Linked DNA regions of Mus musculus: region 2 is linked to region 1. The links are chromatin contacts, called in public HiChIP or PLAC-seq maps. All regions are on one chromosome and are shown on one strand. Each heading gives the region's core, a stretch centred on a gene start, on an enhancer-like site or on the middle of the called end of the contact. The rest is flanking DNA. Distances are from core to core; before and after follow the strand shown.

Region 1 (2,700 bases), core at 153-2,652:
ACCTTTATCTTGCTGTTACAAGACCCCATGACCAAGGTAACTTATAGAAGCAGGGGTTAAAATGGGATTTACAATTTTAGAGGGTTGGAGTTGATGACCATTGTGACAGGGAACATGGTAGCAGGCAAGCAGGCAGGCAGTCCACACTGGAGCAGTAGCTGAGAGCTCACATCTTGACACTAAACCAGATGCAGAGAGGGTTAACAGGGCCTGATGTGGGCTTTTGCTACCTTGAAACCCACTCCCAGTGACACACCTCCTCTGAGACCACACCTCCTAGTTCTTTCCAAACAGTTCTGTCAGCTGGGAAGCAAGTCACATGTGTGAGCCTTATCATTCACATATATGACATCATCACTCCAAGCCCCATACAGAGCTTTCAGGAATTACTAGAACATCAAAAACAAACAAAACCATGAAAACTGTGTTCACCAATCATGGACCATGTAGCTTTGGACTATACCAGAAATCTCTTTTGGGGAGCAGGTAGGATGTTCAAATAATGAATTGATTGAAAAAAAAAAAAGAAGAAGGAGGAGGAGGAGGAAGAGGAGGAGGAGGAGGAGGAGGAGGAGGAGGAGGAGGAGGAGGAGGAGGAGGAGGAGGAGGAGGAGGAGGAGGAGGAGGAGGAGGAGGAGGAGGAGGCCTGGGCTGGAAAGATGGCTCAGCGGTTAAGAGCACTGCTCTTCCAGAGGTCCTGAGTTCAAATCCCAGCAACCACATGGTGGCTCACAACCATCTGTAACAGGATCTGATGCCCTCTTCTGGTGTGTCTGAAGACAGCTACAGTTTACTAAATAAATCTTTTTTTTTTTTTTTGCTGAAGGGACCCTGATATAGCTGTCTCTTGTGAGGCTATGCTAGTGCCTGGCAAATACAGAAGTGGATGCTCACAGTCTTCTATAAGATGGAAAACAGGGTCCCCAATGGAGAAGCTAGAGAATGTACCCAAGGAGCTGAAGGGGTCTGCAACCCTATAGGTGGAACCACAATATGAACTAACCAGTACCCCCAGAGCTCATGTCTCTAGCTGCATATGAAGCAGAAGATGGCCTAGTCGGCCATCACTGGGAAGAGAGGCCCCTTGGTATTGCAAACTTTATATGCCCCAGTACAGGGGAATGCAGGGCCAAGAAGCGGGAGTGGGTGGGTAGGGGAGCAAGGCGGAGGGAGGGTATAGGGAACTTTCAGGATAGCATTTGAAATGTATATAAAGAAAATATCTAATAATTTAAAAAAAAAAAAAAAAAAGCATGTGTTTTAAATATCCAGAGTGACTGGAGTGTGAAGATTCTCAGGTCAGCACCCTCGCACCTTCCAGGAGGCGGCTCCTCCACAGGCCCCGCCCCCAGGAGCCCGGGCCTCGCCCCCCAGGAGCTCAGGCCCCGCCCTGGGCGCCAGGGTCCCGCCCCCGCTCTCCATAGTTACGGCGCCCCTGAGGTGGCGGCCATCTTGGTGGTGGAGCGATGAGCGGGTCGAACCCGAAGGCTGCGACTGCGGGTTCGCAGGCTGGGCCCGGCGGGCTGGTGGCTGGCAAGGAGGAGAAGAAGAAGGCCGGCGGCGGCGTCCTGAACCGGCTCAAGGCGCGACGCCAGGGGCCCCCACACACGCCCGACGACGGCTCCGGGGCCGCCGTCACGGAGCAGGAGCTGCTGGCCCTGGACACGATCCGCCCCGAGCACGTCCTACGCCTCAACCGGGTCACCGAGAGTGAGTGGCGAGCGGGCGGGCGGGCGGGCGAGCCGCGCCCTCCCTGGGCACCGGGCCTGGGAGCGCTCGGCGGGCTGGGCCGGGTCGAGTGCTGCCGACGCCGGGGGTCTGCTCGGGCCGTGCTGCTGAGGGCCCCGCTTCCCAGACCCGGCGAGCGTCTCTGGGCCTGGTCCGACCGACCCTGCCCACCTTGGGTCCCCGTCCTTGCGACCCCAGCCCTTAGCCGGGTTCCTGCCCACCCATCCTGCTGATCTGACCAACCCCAGCTTCCCGCAGCCTGACAGAGCCCCTACCTGCGGACCCCGGCTCCTGACAGCCCCTCCCCCTCTCGACCTTTGCTTTCGGTCCCCTCTGGGGTCGGGGACCCCTTTGTGTCCAGGTAGCTTGTGCTTCCGTCAAACACGTGGCTGTTGCGTTCCTTGCACACTTAAACTTGGTTGCATTTTTTTTCCACATCTCCCCCCACTCTCCCCCCCAAAAAAAAGTTTAAAAGTTTGAGCGTTTGTAGAAACCGAGACGGGGATCTTCTTGCTCTTGAAAATTTCTTTTCTAGTGAATTTACAGTTGGTCGGTGTTTCAGAAGTACGATTTTTTACATCTTTTAAGTCTTTTTTGACTGGTGTAAGGGATGGTGGGAAGAGAGACGTGTCTGCTCCCTGATGATCTACCTCTGCCTTTTGGAAGCTGCCCAGTCCAGCCCTGACCTGACACCCTTTCCTCACCCACCCCCACCCCAGGAGTTTGCAGTCACCTGGTTAGCCTTGGCTTGCCCTTTTCACCTCCCTGCCCTGGAGACTTCTAACCCTGTTTCCCTGAAGGATGTCAGAGTATCCGCTGGATTGCTTCACTGGGGCCCCTGGGGCTGTGAGGTGTAGTTCAGGTTGCTCATGGAAATGGAGTTTGAGGGAAAGTGGCTATTAACTGGCTCAGCCTGTGCAAAAGGAAGCCTCCATCTCCTAAAATAGTTTCAATTTGATTTGGGATGTTTGG
Region 2 (2,700 bases), core at 23-2,522, 310 kb before region 1:
GACTCCTCGGACACGCCCTTCCTTCCAAGCATCCGGCCATGCACTCTAGATGCCCGCCACCCTGAGGAGGAGTCACACTGTCTGGAACTGGGGACATGCTGGACATGTGGAGAGACACCCAGGGGGACTTACCGGGGAACTGGTAGGTGTAACCAGGGGCAAGGCCTGTGTAACTCCGGCTGGCGTAGGTCGTGGCTTGGAACCCTGGGTAACCTGATGGGACAAAGCGACGGGGTGAGAAACCTTGCCCTCAGCGGGGGGCAAGGCCAGCTTGGATCTGAGGGTGCTCATAGTCTTCCTACAGCTAGCTTGTCACAGATAAGCCTTAGGTTTCCAGTAGACTTCTATGCACCAAGCCCCAAGCTGGGCACAGCGTTTATCATCTTACAAGACCTCTCAAGTGCTGTATCAGGGAGGCCTGGTGAGGGGCTCACACGGAAACTGAGGCACAGAGAGCTGAAACTGGATAAGAACAACACAACCCTGTTACCCAACTCTTCCCACCCGGGCTCCCATCTTCTTCTGCTCCCGATCTCTCACACAGCTTTCTCTTCCTGCCTCTACGCCCCGACTTGCTGTTTCTCAAGAGTTTGCAGAGATCAGACCAGGGCCCTTGCACACAATGCCATCTCTGCCCGTGGCACCCACACGAGACCACTGAGGCCTTGTTACGCTGGTGTCAGGCAGGTCTCTCCTCTCTCTGCACGGAGGCTACAGTTCCTCCTGCGTCGTCCCGCGATTCCTCTGAGGGTGGGCATTCTATCACCCAGAAGAAGAAAGCCTTCTGTCAGTGCTCACGGAGCACTGGAATTCCGGTTCAGATCCGATTAGCTCCCTGGTTCTCCCTCACCAGCCCTTGCAGGCTCAGCATGTGTGGTGCATGGGTGTGTATGCATGCAAGGGCTCAGCAACTCACGAGTGTCCTTTCCTGTTGCTCTCTGCCTTATTTTATTTTGAGGCTGGGTCTCTCCCAGGGCCTAGAGCTTCCCCACCGTCTACACTGTGTGACCAGGAAGGCCCCAGCACTAGGTTCCAGATGCATGCTTTCACGACAGCGCTGTGGATAAGAACTCCCCGTGACTGCGCAGCTGATGCTCTACCCACTGGGCCATCCCCGCAGCTCCCGACTGACTGCACCATTTATTACTTTTTTCTATAGCTGTTCGAAATCACTTAAGCCAAAAACAACTGACCGCAGACAAAGGTGTTTCTCAAAGTGCTGGATGGGAAGACAACAAAAGAGAGGCAGTGAACCGCCTCATTCCAGCCCCAGACGGTCCGGGGAGGACCAAGACTTGCTTTGAGAGAGCTCCACCTCCAACACACCCTAAGCTGGTCACCTCAGCGAGGTAGAGAGTTCAAGGTCATCCTTGGTTACGAACCAGTTCTAGACTATCCTGGGCTACATGGGTCCGTCTCAAAAAAATTAAAATAAAATAGAGCCAGGCATGATACCACATACCTTTAATCCCAGCCCTTGAGAGACAGAGGCAGGTGGACCTCTGTAAATCTGAGGCCAGCCTGGCCCAGGACAGCCAGGGCTAAAAAGTGAGACGCTGTCACAAACAAACAAACAAACAAACAAGCTGGCAATAGCAAAAAAATTTTTCGGTCAACTAATAATAGTAGGAAATAGTACATTAGATGTAAATATTTCATCAATATAAAACTATAATGCGCTAACACCCCCCCCCCCCGTATGTGCCCACAATTATAAAGATTAAAAAAATACATTATGGCAGTTGAAGGGAGAGGCAGAGGCAGGCAGATCTCTGTAAGCTTAAAGCCAGCCTGGTCTACAGAGCAAGTTCCAGGTTACCCAGTTACCAACAGATCCTGTCTTTAAAAAAAAAAAACCAGTTTTAAGGAAAAGACCTTTCCTCAAAAGACTCAGGAAAAACTCACACATACTGGGCTGGAGAGATGGCTCAGCACTTCTTCATCTCTCCAGCCTTGTCCTGGAACAGGCTAGCCACTAACTCCCCCTGGCCGTATGTTCATCTTCTCAATGTTTGTCTTCACCCTTGATTATTTGTATGTATGTGTTTGTGTATATGTCTGGTCTATGCATATTGCCTGCACGGGGAAAGTGAGGAGCTGCGGGATTCCCTGGAACTGGCCGTGTGGGTGTGGGCAGGCATGAGTCCAGGGAGTGAAACCCGGGTTCTCTACAAAGGCAGTTATGACTTTTAACTGCTGAGCTGGCTTTCCAGCCTGTTTACTCTGTGTCTCTGTGTGTGTGTGCATATGCATGTGAGTATGTGTGTATATGTATGTATGTGTATATGTATGTGTGAGTCTGTGTGCCTGTATTATGATGTGTGTGTGTCTGTGTGTCTCTATGTGTGTATGTATATGTATGTGTATCTCTGTATGTATGTATATATATATATGTGTGTGTGTGTATGTGTGTATGTGCTCGAGTGCCCTCTCATGTGTGCTCCCTAAGGACTGAGCATACATATAACACCTCATGATCTAGGTACTTTTGTGAAATTCACCTTTTTTAAAAAAAAAATTAATGTGGCCGGGCATAGTGGTGTACTTGGGAGGCAGAGGCAGGTGGATTTCTGAGTTCTAGACCAGCCTGGTCTACAGAGTGAGTTCCAGGACAGCCAGGGCTGCACAGAGAAACCTTGTCTCAAAAAACAAAAAACAAACAAACAAACAAAAACCCAACCAAACAAAAATTAATGTATG

The links. HiChIP or PLAC-seq counts read pairs in DNA pulled down with a chosen protein or histone mark.
Region 2: an H3K4me3 HiChIP or PLAC-seq map of embryonic stem cells shows a contact between it and region 1, with 4 times the contacts expected there. The contact joins the enhancer-like site here to the promoter of Unc119b in region 1. A contact is called at or near these places in 15 of 484 Hi-C or Micro-C datasets (the G1E-ER4 cell line, Sertoli cells, cardiomyocytes and 7 more), 7 of 115 datasets of contacts at active chromatin or transcription factors (embryonic basal ganglia, embryonic forebrain, embryonic limb bud and 3 more) and 4 of 9 other capture datasets (adipose tissue, embryonic stem cells, liver and 1 more).

The regions. Positions count from the first base shown.
Region 1 is chr5:115,133,677-115,136,376 of GRCm38.p6, reverse strand. Unc119b (unc-119 lipid binding chaperone B) reads left to right here and starts at 1,402. Exons shown (of 5, transcript NM_175352.4): 1 at 1,402-1,710. The coding sequence starts at 1,467.
Region 2 is chr5:115,442,908-115,445,607 of GRCm38.p6, reverse strand. It overlaps Msi1 (musashi RNA-binding protein 1), which reads right to left. Exons shown (of 15, transcript NM_008629.2): 10 at 133-213. Among named protein-coding and RNA genes, the nearest start is that of Msi1, 15 kb to the right of the region's middle. Within about 2 kb of position 1,272, at least 8 of the 459 cell types and tissues checked have an H3K27ac peak or open chromatin away from gene starts, as enhancers often do. A contact at or near this core is called in embryonic stem cells, where this site is marked.